Regions from separate parts of the Mus musculus genome. Here region 2 is linked to region 1. A link is a contact called in public Hi-C data. All regions are on one chromosome and are shown on one strand. Each heading gives the region's core, a stretch centred on a gene start, on an enhancer-like site or on the middle of the called end of the contact. The rest is flanking DNA. Distances are from core to core; before and after follow the strand shown. Region 1 overlaps Tbc1d4 (TBC1 domain family, member 4). Region 2 holds the start of Uchl3 (ubiquitin carboxyl-terminal esterase L3 (ubiquitin thiolesterase)).

Region 1 (6,236 bases), core at 3,187-5,686:
TCTCTCCTTGCACAAATGTAGATTATTCAGTCTAGTCTATGTGTGAGTAGAGTGTACCACATCCTTTGTTCTTAACACATTAGGACGGATGTCTTTCCCAAGAATGATGACATCTAAGAGAATGGCTTTAATTCAGTAGCTTCTGAACTCTACATCTCTCATTATTACTTTTTATAGAGAGAACATCATGTACATACAATTATGATGATACCTCCAACTATTCATAATGATGAGGGAAGGAGGTATATAATGTTATCAGCTATAATTTTCCTGTCACTTGGGTACCTACTATCTTATTAGTTGCATAAATGAATCTCTAAATATTCCTAACCGAATCGGGAATAGGACATAGCTGGATATAGGCTAATGACAGTGTTACTTTTTAGAACAGGACCACTGTTCTGAATTATTAATTCATGCGAGGGTCCTGAGAAAAAAGGACTCAAGGTCTTTTGAATGTCACAGTTTGTTAGCTGATTGATTCATTTGCACAGATTTGAAATTGCAGCAGCAAAGGAATACATGCATTTTTATGATTAATACCTTAGTTCAAGTTAATTTTTGAAAGGTTAATATTGTTTTTCTTGGTAGCTGAGTCATGTCTGTGCCTGATGATGCATGTTTTTATAGTGGATATTCACTAAATACTGCATTTCCATTCCAGCAACAGAGTTTTCTGTGTTGGTGAGGAGTTACTTTACAAGTTTTAAGGTCATGCTTAAAAATTATTTATATTGAAGTTTGTTGGTCAAAGTAAATGATTATTTTACATGGCGATACTCATTGATTCAATTCTATAATTTTTAATGAGAAAGAAAATTATTGGTGATAAACTGTTTATGGGATAGTTTTTATTTTATAATTCACTTGTATTCATTGATCGATCTGATTATTTACTAGGGTTCACTGTAGAATTAATTTGCCTGTGATGTATTGATGACTTATGGAATGTCTTTTTAAATCCTGGTTTGGGGCATTTATCTTTCTGTGCTAATATCATTCCTGTTTTCCTGTTGCTAGACAGGACACTGCTTCAGAGTCAAGGTGATTAACACGCCAAACATTTTCCTTTAATAACTTTTCCTATTTCCCTGTGGTTAGCCGCATCAGTTAAGGATACAGTTTTGGTTGTCTTCTGAATGCATGCTGTCATTCTGCACACTCTGAGGGCTGTGGAAACAGAAATGCGCCCTGTGGTGTGATCAGAGATCACAGAGAGCCATGTACAATGTCATTGCTAGCTAAAGTCCTGTTTCTACTCTATTCTGCATTGAAATTCTTTTAAAGCCCAGGTCTCCAAGAAAATTCCAATTGAAATTTAAAGTTACAACGGTGGATTAGCTGGTAGATAGGGATTTATATGCATATGAGGAGGGTTTGTTTGTTTTTTCCTGATCCCAGGAAGATAGAGAAATGAGCATCCTGAGGAAGCCTGCCAAAGAGGAGCATCTGGAGAAGAGATGCAGCCTGCCCCTCCTCACCCTAATCCTCTCATATTGGTGGTTCCTGCGAGGCATTGCTGATACCTTGCCGATGTCCCATTGGTCACAGTCAGGAAAGCACCAAGTTCCTGGCTATGGACAGGAAGGATGGTGGTAATACCGTTTCCTGGAGGGTCTCACTTTCTCTGAAAAACATCCAGAATGGTGTCTTTCCCATTGTCACTATAAGCATCCGCTCTCTGCCTGCTCTACTTTCCCTATTCTGCCTGTGTCACCAGTCTCCTGAGAGCACATGCCACCTCCCTGTCAAAATCTAACACGTTGACTTCTTTGTACTTGCAACAAAAGTTTTAAAGATTGCTCTACAATAGGCCATGCATGAAGAGAAACATCTTCAGAGACTCATTTGGCCACAGTGCTAAGATAAAAAAAGAGACTCTTCTGAGAGTTATAATTGATGGCCCTTCTTTTTTGGGGGGGGGCTGGTATTGTAGGATGACCACTTAAAGGCCATTTCTCCCATTTCAGAAGCCCAACAGAGGAACAAGTTCAGTGGAAGAGCAGTTGCCCAACATGTACAAGGCTCTGAGTTTAGCTTCTAGCACTGAAATGAAAAAGGAAAAAGAAGTTGTGAGTTTAATATAAGTGTTTTGCCTCGTGTCTTCTGGGTTTGAATGTCATCTAGCCTAGTTTTATTTTACATGGTATTAGGCTGATTCTGGGAAAGGTTATATATATTTACTAGGTATGGTTTTATTTATCTTACATTGCAGGATTATGAGCAAACATAGAACCAACTGAGAGATATTTTAAACCCAATGTACAAAACACTTTTTCACTCTCTGCACTCAGGAAGTGGAATCTAGAGTGTAAAACTCTCCATTCTTCTTTTCTTTTTCCCTGTGCTTTGTTCCACTGTCTTACCTCTCACATTTGGTCACACTCAAGATACTGTAGTGATTTCTGCTAGAGTGGCGGAATCTGCATTCTGTTTAGTCAGTAAAGATTTTCCATAGCCTGAGAGATGTTTGCCCAGGTGAAAGCCAGAACATGCATAGACTGTGAGTGCTGCTGATGCAGTTGTAAATTATCAAGCACTGTGGGCCATGTCGGAAAGAACCAAAGTTTCATTGGTTTGTTGCCCTATGCAGGCTTCTTAAGAAATTCAGGGAGGGGGGAACTTTCCCATGTGATAAGCAGCTGCTTTGGACTAGGGAAGTGTCAATATTTGTCTCAACTTGTAATGCATTTAGATGCAATAAAATGATGAAGATTTTGCCAGTGGGCAATCAGGAGTTTGAAGTTTATGATCCTTGGTTTTATTGGGTGCTGGGAGGTGCAGGAGGGCCAAGCGACAGTTTGCTGCTCAGCAGAACATGCTGTAAATCTGGGAAGAGGATTTATATTAGTGCAAAGCGGATCTCTCTCGCCTTAGTAGGAAAATTGTCATCAGCACACCTTCATTCCATCTGGTACCCAGTGGATTGATTCTTATTAAAGCAAGCAACATGTAGTAAAAATTCTGTGTTCCCAGAAGCCCAGGGATAACAAGAGTTCATTAGGTCAGGCTTCTACCTGCTTCCCCAAGGATACATCAAACCATCAACTTGAGGCATTAGTTACCACATTCTCTCCATGTTTTATGAGTGCCATGTTCAGAGCCCTGGCTCTGTAGCCTCAGTGGTGATCAGAATGATGCATAGTCTCCCTTCCCCTCCAGATTCCTCACAAGGCTCCCAGATTGTGGTTCTTGATTAATTGCGCTTGATTAATTGGAACCTAGTGGCAGGAAGTAACAAAGATTGTACCAACCTGCCTGTGGTCACAAGCTCTCCACACTGTCCTGGCTTCCTAGTTATATTTTTAATTTCATAAATCTCAGGTACAGGAAGCCCTGGCATGGAATACTTTCCCTGACTATGCCCTATGAAGCACTTTACCTGACAACTGCTTATGTTACAACTCACAAAAGGAAGTGACCTTCGGGTCATATGGAAACTTAAGAGAAAATATGTATATTATGTGTTTGATTATTTTAAAAATACATACATGTAGGTATAGTTAAGGTATTTTTACTTCATCCTTTTGTTTAAATAAGCATACAAGTTTTGAATCTCATGTATTGCTAAGCAAGTAGTAAGGCATTTACATAGGTGAGTCACTTGTGGTACTTTGTTTTGTAAGAGCCCTGGAGCTTTGTAGGAGCGAATGCAAAGGTCTTTAACATTTCTCTGCACTCTGGCCCACCTGCCTCTGAGTTCAGGCTGCATTCCTAGTTGTCACAGGAAACGCGCAGGTTATTTGGCCTTTTTCTACCTAGGGTTTCTCACTAGCAATGGGAATCATATCACCCACCCTGTGTGTCTACTGTAAGGACGAAAGCAGCCATACTTGTGATGGTTCTGTATGTGTTCTGTCTTCTTATAGTAGACACCACAAGCAGTTTAGCTTTGACATTATGCTTGTCTTAAATCTTAAATCTAAGGAAGTTAAAGTGAAAACTAATGTAGTTTTAAAGCAAAAAAAGGCAAACAAGAGAAAGTTTAGAAAGACAAAAAAGTTGTCCCTCATGTCCACTACTACAGTTTACCCTGAATCCCAAGTCAGAATATTGGAAAATCACTGTGCAATGTTTCATAGCGTCTCAGTTCCTTAAATGACCACTTTCACTGCTGCTGTTCTTGCACATGCTCATTGCATGGTTAAGCCTTTACCTAGGAGCTGCCTTCCAATCGCGTTTCATTTCCTCTCCTAGTAAGTGAAGCAGGGTAGCCTTCACCCCATTTCCAACTGCTTTTGCAAAGTATAGGCTTTACCTATGAGTAAAGGGTCCATATTCTCTTTCCCGTATTATTAGTATACAATTCAGGCACTGAATCTTGGCAGTTAAACTCTACATATGGATAAAAAAAACATGTCTGCCAGTTCATTCACATCACGGGGCTTGCAGTCAGATGCTGTGAAGTTTGCAAGTATGTCTTAGTTGGCTAAAGACCAGGGTGCTTTTATAACAGACAGCATAAACGTTGCATCTGATGGACAACAAAAGTAGCTCCAGCAAGGTACCATGACAGAAGGAAGACAGGTAATATTCCGTGAGTATTCAGCAGGACAGATGGGGAACCTTTGAACCAAAAATGCTGAATGGAAAATGCTTGAACTATGTCTCCCCCAAGCTGATATCTTTATATCAGTGTTGCACTTCAGTGTTGCAGGGAGTTTTGAACACTGGTCACCAGTTGGGTTATCACCTCATCCTGGATCCATATCAAAGGGGACTTGAGTCTGTGAGATGTATGAATTCAGATACTTCCTAACTTAAGACAGCTTGACACTTACAATATGCAAATTAGCTCACACCTACATCCTTTTTCACTTTTAATTTAGTGAATCAAGAAGCAGTATTTCTGAGAAGATAAGTCAGATTAGAAATAACTGTTCCTGAGGCTAGAGATAGAACTCATTTGGTCCAGTGTTTGTCCAGCGTTGATGAAACTCTGGATTTTGATCTGCAACACCACGTGAACCGAACAGAGTAGTATACAATTATATCTGCAGCATTCAGGAGGTAGAGGCAGGAGGATTAGAAGTTGTTCAAGGGTCACTCCTGAACATAATAAAGACGTTGAGGCCAGTCTGGGCTACATGAAAGCTCATCTCAAAGATAATAACAAATTGAGCAAAATTAGGAGGTGGAGTAGGAAGACAGAGTTGAGAAGGAAGGTAAAGAAGAGGAGGAGGAGCAGGAAGAAGAGGAAGAGAAAGAAGAAGAGGAGGAGGAAGAAGGAGAAGGAGGTGGTCGAGGAGGAGGAGGTGGTCGAGGAGGAGGAGGAGGAGAAGGAGAAGAAGGAGGAGGAGGAGGAGGAGGAGAAGAAGAAGAAGAAGAAGACAAAGAAGAAGAAGAAGAAGAAGAAGAAGAAGAAGAAGAAGAAGAAGAAGAAGAAGAAGAAGAAGAAGAAACTGCATTTCCTGATAATCTTAAGAGCAGATGTACAGAGTAAATATGAGTGAAAATATAATGGGTGGTATTGAAGTTTTCTCCTTGTATTAATTGCTCAGCACTACCGAGCTCTGAGCATCTGAGAGCCAGTGGCTTTTCTAGCTGAGAATTGTTTCTGAGCTAAGGCTGACCTTTGTGGGTATCACCACCTGTAAATGCCACCGCCTTCATCCTCCTCCCAGGACCAACCAAAGACTATGACACTCCAGAAAGTAAAATATTCTCAGCATCAGCAGCTCTCACCGTCGCGTGGTCGTCTCACTGCGAACAGAGTTGGTCTGGAAAGTAACTGTGAGTCACACTGACCTTCCTTTGGTCAGAGCCTAGCGAACTCAGAAGTGGCCTTTTCTCTAAAACAATGAAAGTCTTAGCATAGAACAGAATTTCGAAATGCGAGTCTCACAGAGCTCCGAGGTCCAGGGATGGCACACTCCTCCTTGCTGTCACCCAAAGCTTAGAGATCTTAGATCAGTTCCTTTGTCTACGTTGGATGATATCTGTACACTGTTTCCCTGATGGAAATCTCAGTGCACGGCAGCAGAGTAAATCAGCAAGTCATGGTGCATTCAAATCTGGCTAACTGCATTTTTTTTTTTTTGAGATAGAGTCTGACTCTGTAGCTCTAGTTGGCTCAGTACTTATAGAAATCCACCTTTATCTGTCTTCCTAGTGCTGGTATCAAAGGCACGCACCATCATACCTGGCTGGCTCACTGTTTAAAATTACTTATATGTATCTTAAGGATAACCTCTATGGTTGTCCATTCTCCTTGTATTTGGGTTATTTTTTTTTTC
Region 2 (6,772 bases), core at 4,185-6,684, 190 kb before region 1:
AGAAAAGATTAGACAGCCACGATCTCAGAGTACACATACAGCAGGCCAGAGACATTTACTCAAGAGAATCAAGAGACACCATGGCATCTTCCAAATGGCATGGTCAGGGAGAAGAGTCATAGCGCTGGCTTGAGCTAAGGATGCATTGCAATCCCTTTGGAAGACACAGGAAGAAAGTGGTTCCGAGGACGGAAATTCACATTTCTTTTTCAGCTCTATTGTTCAAGGTATTAATAGTATCCAGATGGAAATATCAAAGTAGTTAAATGCACAGGTGTTCAAGATGGTGAAGAAGGAAGAGCTTAGAGGGCCACTGGGGCCGTCGATGTCATGGCAAATGTTATAAAAACAACAGATCAGGAAATACCATAGAGGAGTACAACCACGCTCTAGACGGCATGGCATTGCTTTCCTTGAGGCTGTGATCAAACCCCTGGCAAAGCAACTTAAGGTTAACTTCCAAGAGTTGGTGCTCTCCTTCTATCCTGTGGGTCCCAGAGCAGTCTCGGGCCATCAGGCTTGGTGGCAAGCACCCTGACCTGCTCTACCACCATGACTTTTTCATTCAGTCCTAGACTGCAGACCACAGAATGGTACCCACATTTTGGGTCTTCCCAACAAAATACACCTAATCTAGAAAGCCCCTCATACAGCTATATCCACCAAGTTGACAATCAAGGGTAACCTCACAAAGGAAGTCCCCAGGAACCTCCAGAGAAGGCAAAAACAGAGACAGCCTAAAAAGTAATTGAGAAATTAGAAATATCAGAATTATCGGAAAAGTAAAAATGTAAAAGATGATGTTTCAAGAACGCAGGTTGCTCTTCTAATGCCACTAAGAGGCCAAGAGATACAATGAAAAATAGTGGCCCATGGGTATGTCAGAGGAGTGGTCACTATAAAGTGACAGAAGGAGTAATAATCTAGCAGATGGCCTCCAACTCTAGTTCTAACTTTAATCATGTACATAAGTAGCAAAACTAAGTCATGGGATGCTTAAGTTTCCTTTAGATAGGAAACAAGAAAATACCACTTCCTTAATAACATCACAATAACATCACAACTCTAGGGAGGTTCCCTATTTAAAAGCTCATAATTCTTCTAAGTTACAACTATTCCCCTCTTCCTCTCCCCCGCTCCCTCTTTCTATATACATATATATTAGATAATCAACTGACCATACTCAAATGACAAAAAAACTACATGCAGGTCTAGTACACTCATAGGTGATACAGTTACCCAGATCAACTATTCTTCTTTAAAAAGTTGTAATTCTTTTTTTTTTGTTTGTTTGTTTTTGGGCTTTTTGAGACAGGGTTTCTCTGTGTAGCCCTGGCTGTCCTGGAACTCACTTTGTAGACCAGGCTGGCCTCGAACTCAGAAATCCGCCTGCTTCTGCCTCCAAAGTGCTGGGATTAAAGGCGTGCGGCACCATGAAAAAGTTGTAATTCTTAATGCTCAATTATCTGCAACTTTCCATCAGCTATTTTTACCCATTTAAATATATATATATATATATATATATATATATATATATATATACGTAAATAAGGTAGAGCTTAAATTTTTTTCTAACTATTTTAAGTCAAATCTGTAGCAAAACGAAGTATCTTAAAAGAGGTCGACAGGATACTAAAAATAAAAATAAACAAAAAACTGGCTGTTTACCAGATGGACTATATGTCACAGCTCTTCCAGATGATGCCTAGCAGGTATTACTAATCCTCCTGCTACAGACATGATGACTGTTCTCACATAACACCAGGCATCACCACAGCATAAAACAGTCCTTGTTCAGACTAAGAGTTAAGAAGACCCATAACTGCCAGATGGTACTGGGACTACAGATGTGTGCTGCCACATGTGGCTAGAAAACAAGAAGTAAACCAAGTGACACCACAGCGCCGCAGCGTACCTACTAGATTCTGACCCAACACCTTGGGAATTTTCTCCTTGCTCTTTCAACAATGGCTAATGATTTCCTTGCCTGCTTTTCCTTTCTGCCTTCCCACTGGTTAGAAAAACAATCCTAATTTACCACCAAAGTATAACTCGTTCCTGCTCAGACAACTGGTAATACAAAAGGTGTCCTCAAAATTATTGAGTGTAAGTAAATGCATTTTAGAATTTATCAAAGCTACCTAGGAGTAAGGTACTGTATCTGCCAAATCACAGACTTTGTGTTGTTTCCTTAAAACAATAATTAGTATCATCTTAATCATTATTTTCATTTAGTATCACTAGATTTTTTTCACCAACTGATAAGGCTAATTACATTGATAGACTTTAAATGGTAAATCAAATCTTCAATATAAAAAAGGTTGACTTTGGTTATGGTCTTATGTTGTTAAAATGCATCTATTGTTGATGTTTTTAAAATGCATCTATTGTTGAAGGCCTTTATGGCCATATTAATAAGAGATACAAGCCCACAGAGTGAGCATTTTATAATGTGTCAAAGTTATCTAGGAATGAGGTTCCTGTGCACATGCGCACACACTTTCTTCTCATAGTTTGTCTAGTTTGGGTACAGAAGAATACTGGTCCTATCTCTGTTCATTTATCTTTATATATAATTATATATCATTCTTTCCATGATCATCATCAAATGCTTTTTTAGAAAATCACTTGAGGAATTTGAACATTAATTAATAAAAATCTTTACAAGTTAGGAAAAAGTGGAACTTATTTAGCTGAGGGAAAGCCTCTCCAAGACCTCTGTAAGCGCCTAACTTTAGAATGAAGGAGTCTAAGCTTCCCCAGCTAAGCAGAAACCAGCACTCCGAAGCCATAGTTAAGACATTACCACGTGAACTAAGACAGGAAAACGAGATAAAGGTGGTTAGTCTGGGACTGAGCACGTGACTGCAGAGAACACGTCTGTCTGTCTGTCTGTCTGATCAGGAAACCCTCCAGACCCACCGAGAAGATGTCAGATACACTGAGGTGCAGACCCACCGAGAAGATGCCAGATACACTGAGGTGCAGTGCAGCTACTCCAGACCCACCGAGAAGATGCCAGATACACTGAGGCACAGTGCAGCTACTCCAGACCCACCGAGAAGATGCCAGATACACTGAGGTGCAGTGCAGCTACTCCCTGAACTTAGTTGAGGATGTGGGCAGATCTTTAAACTGCATTCAATACATAGCAAAGAACTCAAGAATGAACTTTTAAAGCAATACCATTTACAAGAGCGCCTCAAATCATCAAATTTGTAGGTATCCAATAATCTTTTTCCCAAGAGCTATGTGCTCAAACTATCAAACACCGATGGAGAAATCAAAGACCTAATTAAGTGATGATCCACCTTGGTCAAAGATGACAAGATCCACTGTAGTAAAGACACACCCCTCAGAATATGTCTATCCAATTGCCACATTCACCAATCAAGTTTCTGTACAGATTGACAAGCATTCTAAAATTTATTTGGAAGGTAAAGCAATTAGAAAAGCCTAAACAATTCAGAAAAGGTACAATGCTGGCTTCATACAATTTGAGGACTTATAAAGCCACAACAAAGAGAACGATAACCGAAAGAGGAACAGACAGATCAATGGAGCGAAAGCTATCACATATATAGTAAATTGCTATCGCTAAAGTGTAAAAATCACTTTGCTTTACAGCTCAAATACACACTTCTTCTTATGCACAGAAGTTGGAAATTCTTTGAGATTTTTCTCTTGACAAAATAAAATGCACTAGGGAAAGAGATGAGCAAATTTCAAAGTCAAGAACAAAAGGAATTTGGCCTCTTCCAGAAAGGGTGCTGTGAACAGCAAGGCAACGGGGAAGTGCTGGCTTTTAAACTTTACACAGTTCACCTTACTAAGAAGATAGGAACTGATGCTAACAAAAATATATAACAAACCCACATAAGCTACAGGGAGTCAGGCCAGTGAGTCAAGGCTCCTCCCACCAGCAAATACAGAAGACCTGTGTTTAATCCCAAGGACCCACCTGAGGGACTGAGAGAACTGAATCTAGAAAGTTGTCCTCTGACCTCCACCCGAAATCAATGAAACAATAAATGAAACAAAATAAATGAAAACACTTTCAAAAATTCCAAAAGACAAAGGATGTCACCTCTAACATAAAGCCTGTGTGTTTTATACAAAGAATTTGCTAAAATGCTTTTAAAAAAACCGTTAAAAATAACAATAATAATAATAATAATTGGAGGAAGGGAGCAGGTTTTTAGGCAGCATTTCAATTCAGGCTGGGCTGGAACTCAAAATCCTCTTTACCTCAGCCTCCCACACGCTGATACTGGCAGACATGTACCACGATGTCTGGTCTCAAAAAAGCATTTTTAAACGTTGATAATAGATCTTTATCCTTCGGTTATGAGAAGAAAGATGGAAGAAAAGGAAGAAAACTATATAACAAACTAAGAGAACTGTTAAAGGTGAACTAAATCTGAGAGCAGAAAAAAAGGCTAATTAATACATATCTGTGCAAATATATATATATATATATATGCATTCCACCACCTAATTTGGGGTCTGAAAGGCATCCCAAGCCCCAACCTTCAGTATCCAAAACAAACTCCCTTTTAAGAGTAGCAGGTGGCTACGCATTGCAGGACAACCATTAAACCGGGCTTTGTGTGGTACAGGAGGCAAGGACCAGGTCCACCTTCGAAAGACGGGGAGAGAAAGGGGGCGTGGCAGGGAAGAGAAGGACCTCGATGGGGCAAGAGATGACTGAAAGGTGATTTCATTGTACAGGAGGTGGATGGAATTACCAGAACTGGGTGGGCAAGTTTACAAAGCCGGGAGTCAGGAAGTGTTGGCAAATTAGTCACCTTAGAAGGGACAGGGTCAAGGAACAGGATGGAACCCGCAACGGCAAGGAGACGAACCAAGATGGGGAAAGGCACGGGGTGGGGATACCAGGCGAGGGGCTACCAAACCTCAGACCCCGGGTGCCCCAGGCAGCGCCGGCGACGCGGGGTCCGACGGAGGGACAGAGGACGCTCGCTGCACCGGCATCTCCCCGAGCCAGGTGGTGGCCCGAGAGGGGCGGAGCCGCCCACAGCCGCAGCCTGGGGCCGCCTGCCCGCCCGGGATGAGATCCCTGGATCCTTGGGGATGCAGAGGTGAAGGCCAGCGGGGAGGCTGGCGGGGAAGGCGGGAAGGACTCCGGGGTCCGGGGTGACAGGCACCGACCGCACTCACCTGGTTGGTGACCTGAAACGAGACACAGAAGAGGGTTTAGCGACGCGCGCATGCGGGCTGGCGCCGGCCTCCCGACCCGCTCAGGCCCTGGCTGCGGAACCCGGCCGCGCTCACCTCAGGGTTGGCCTCCAGCGGCAGCCAGCGTTGACCCTCCATGACTGCTCCGCCGGCCGCTCTCCAGCTCTGACAGCCGCCACCACCGCCGCAGCCGCCGCCGCCGCCGCTTCCGCCCCCGCGCGCTCCGGCCGGCACCATCCAAACGCCGCCCCGAGGGGGAAACCAACGAATGGACTTCCACGACCCCCAAGACGCTTGATCTCTCCCTACGGAGACTCAGCCCTGGAGTTACTAATGAAGTTAAAAGGCAAATTAAACTGATAAGCCTGAGCCATGTCCTAGTTCATGAGAAAAAGAAGCTTTGATCAACGGTGAACTCCCCTCACACTTGGACTCTCCCTTCCCCCGAGCGAGCTCCCGAGTTCTACGCATGCGCCACCGGGCCGCGTGCTCGCAGGCAACCTCACCTTCTTGCAATGCCAACCAGAAGCTCTAGGGGGCGCGTCATGGATTCCTACTCTGTGAGAGTGGGACCGGTTTGCTAGCCTTAAGGCAGCCAAGCCAGAGGGGTTGACTCCTTGGAATCATGGTCTTCCTGCTCCTTTGTGAGGATACTGGAATGATATGTTGGCCTTATCTGTTATTGCACTGCCCGAGATACAGGTAATAGGTAAATGGTGGATATAGGTGATAGGTAGATAGATACTCAGTTCTGCTTGAGAAACAATATGGAGCCACTACAAAGAGGAAATCAGGCAATGTACTGTTTGGTACAAACTGAAGGACTTTAAACAGCATTTTGAAATCCATTCGCCATCCCACTAAATTTCAGGATGACAAATGTAATGATTTTGTTTGTTTGTTTGTTTGTTTGTTTGTTTTTCAGGGTTTAACTCAATGGCTAGTACATAGGAGATTTCTCAAGGGCTATTTGAGAAATGGTAGAGCACTTGTCTAGCATGCTTGAGGCCCTGGGCCCAATCTCAGTGTCACAAAGGAGAGAGAAGTGGAATAATCATGTATGCAGAAATACCATCTGTCAGTTATGTGGGGAAATGCAAAAACAGGAAAGTTGACACAAGGTAACATTTATGAAGACAGAGAAGCAGAAGATATTTCAAGGAGCAATCCTTTTGATATGTAGGAACCAAGAGTCATGGCAGGACTCCAGAAATTTGATCTGATATATATTACTATTCTGTATCGAAGAGAAGGATTTCAGGGAAAGGTTAGTTAAGAAGTGAGAAAAATATTATTATGCTGAATTTGTCCTTCTTGGGAAATTTCCAACTCTCCCACGCATGCTCTGGCTATTATTTTTATAACCCGGTGACTCTTGTAATCCCTTGACTCCTCCCTATTTGTCTGATGGCTTGATGCCATATCTGTCCAACCTCATGACTTGGTAAATCTGGCAATGCTGGGCTCATGATCGGTTAGCTGCAGTTGCCTGATCTCTTGTGGTGCTTGCTATAGTCTCAGTCTCTACTGGGGCTGTTTGGGGTGCCAGGGGAATTTTCAGACAGCCGCTTTT

What was found. A called contact is a pair of places that touch in the nucleus more often than the background predicts.
Region 2: a contact with region 1 is called in a Hi-C map of regulatory T cells, with 1.8 times the contacts expected there. The contact joins the promoter of Uchl3 here to the enhancer-like site in region 1. A contact is called at or near these places in 7 of 39 promoter capture datasets (3T3-L1-derived adipocytes, the HPC-7 cell line, HPC-7-derived erythroid cells and 3 more), 6 of 484 Hi-C or Micro-C datasets (CD4 T cells, the HL-1 cell line, cerebral cortex and 2 more), 8 of 115 datasets of contacts at active chromatin or transcription factors (the 230-238 cell line, bone marrow-derived macrophages, cardiomyocytes and 4 more) and 2 of 9 other capture datasets (adipose tissue and liver).

Annotation. Positions count from the first base shown.
Region 1 is chr14:101,466,236-101,472,471 of GRCm38.p6, reverse strand. All of the region lies in intron 10 of Tbc1d4 (TBC1 domain family, member 4), which reads left to right. Among named protein-coding and RNA genes, the nearest start is that of Tbc1d4, 140 kb to the left of the region's middle. Within about 2 kb of position 4,436, at least 6 of the 459 cell types and tissues checked have an H3K27ac peak or open chromatin away from gene starts, as enhancers often do. A contact at or near this core is called in regulatory T cells, where this site is marked.
Region 2 is chr14:101,652,629-101,659,400 of GRCm38.p6, reverse strand. Uchl3 (ubiquitin carboxyl-terminal esterase L3 (ubiquitin thiolesterase)) reads right to left here and starts at 5,434. Exons shown (of 9, transcript NM_016723.2): 1 at 5,296-5,434; 2 at 5,182-5,193. The coding sequence starts at 5,337.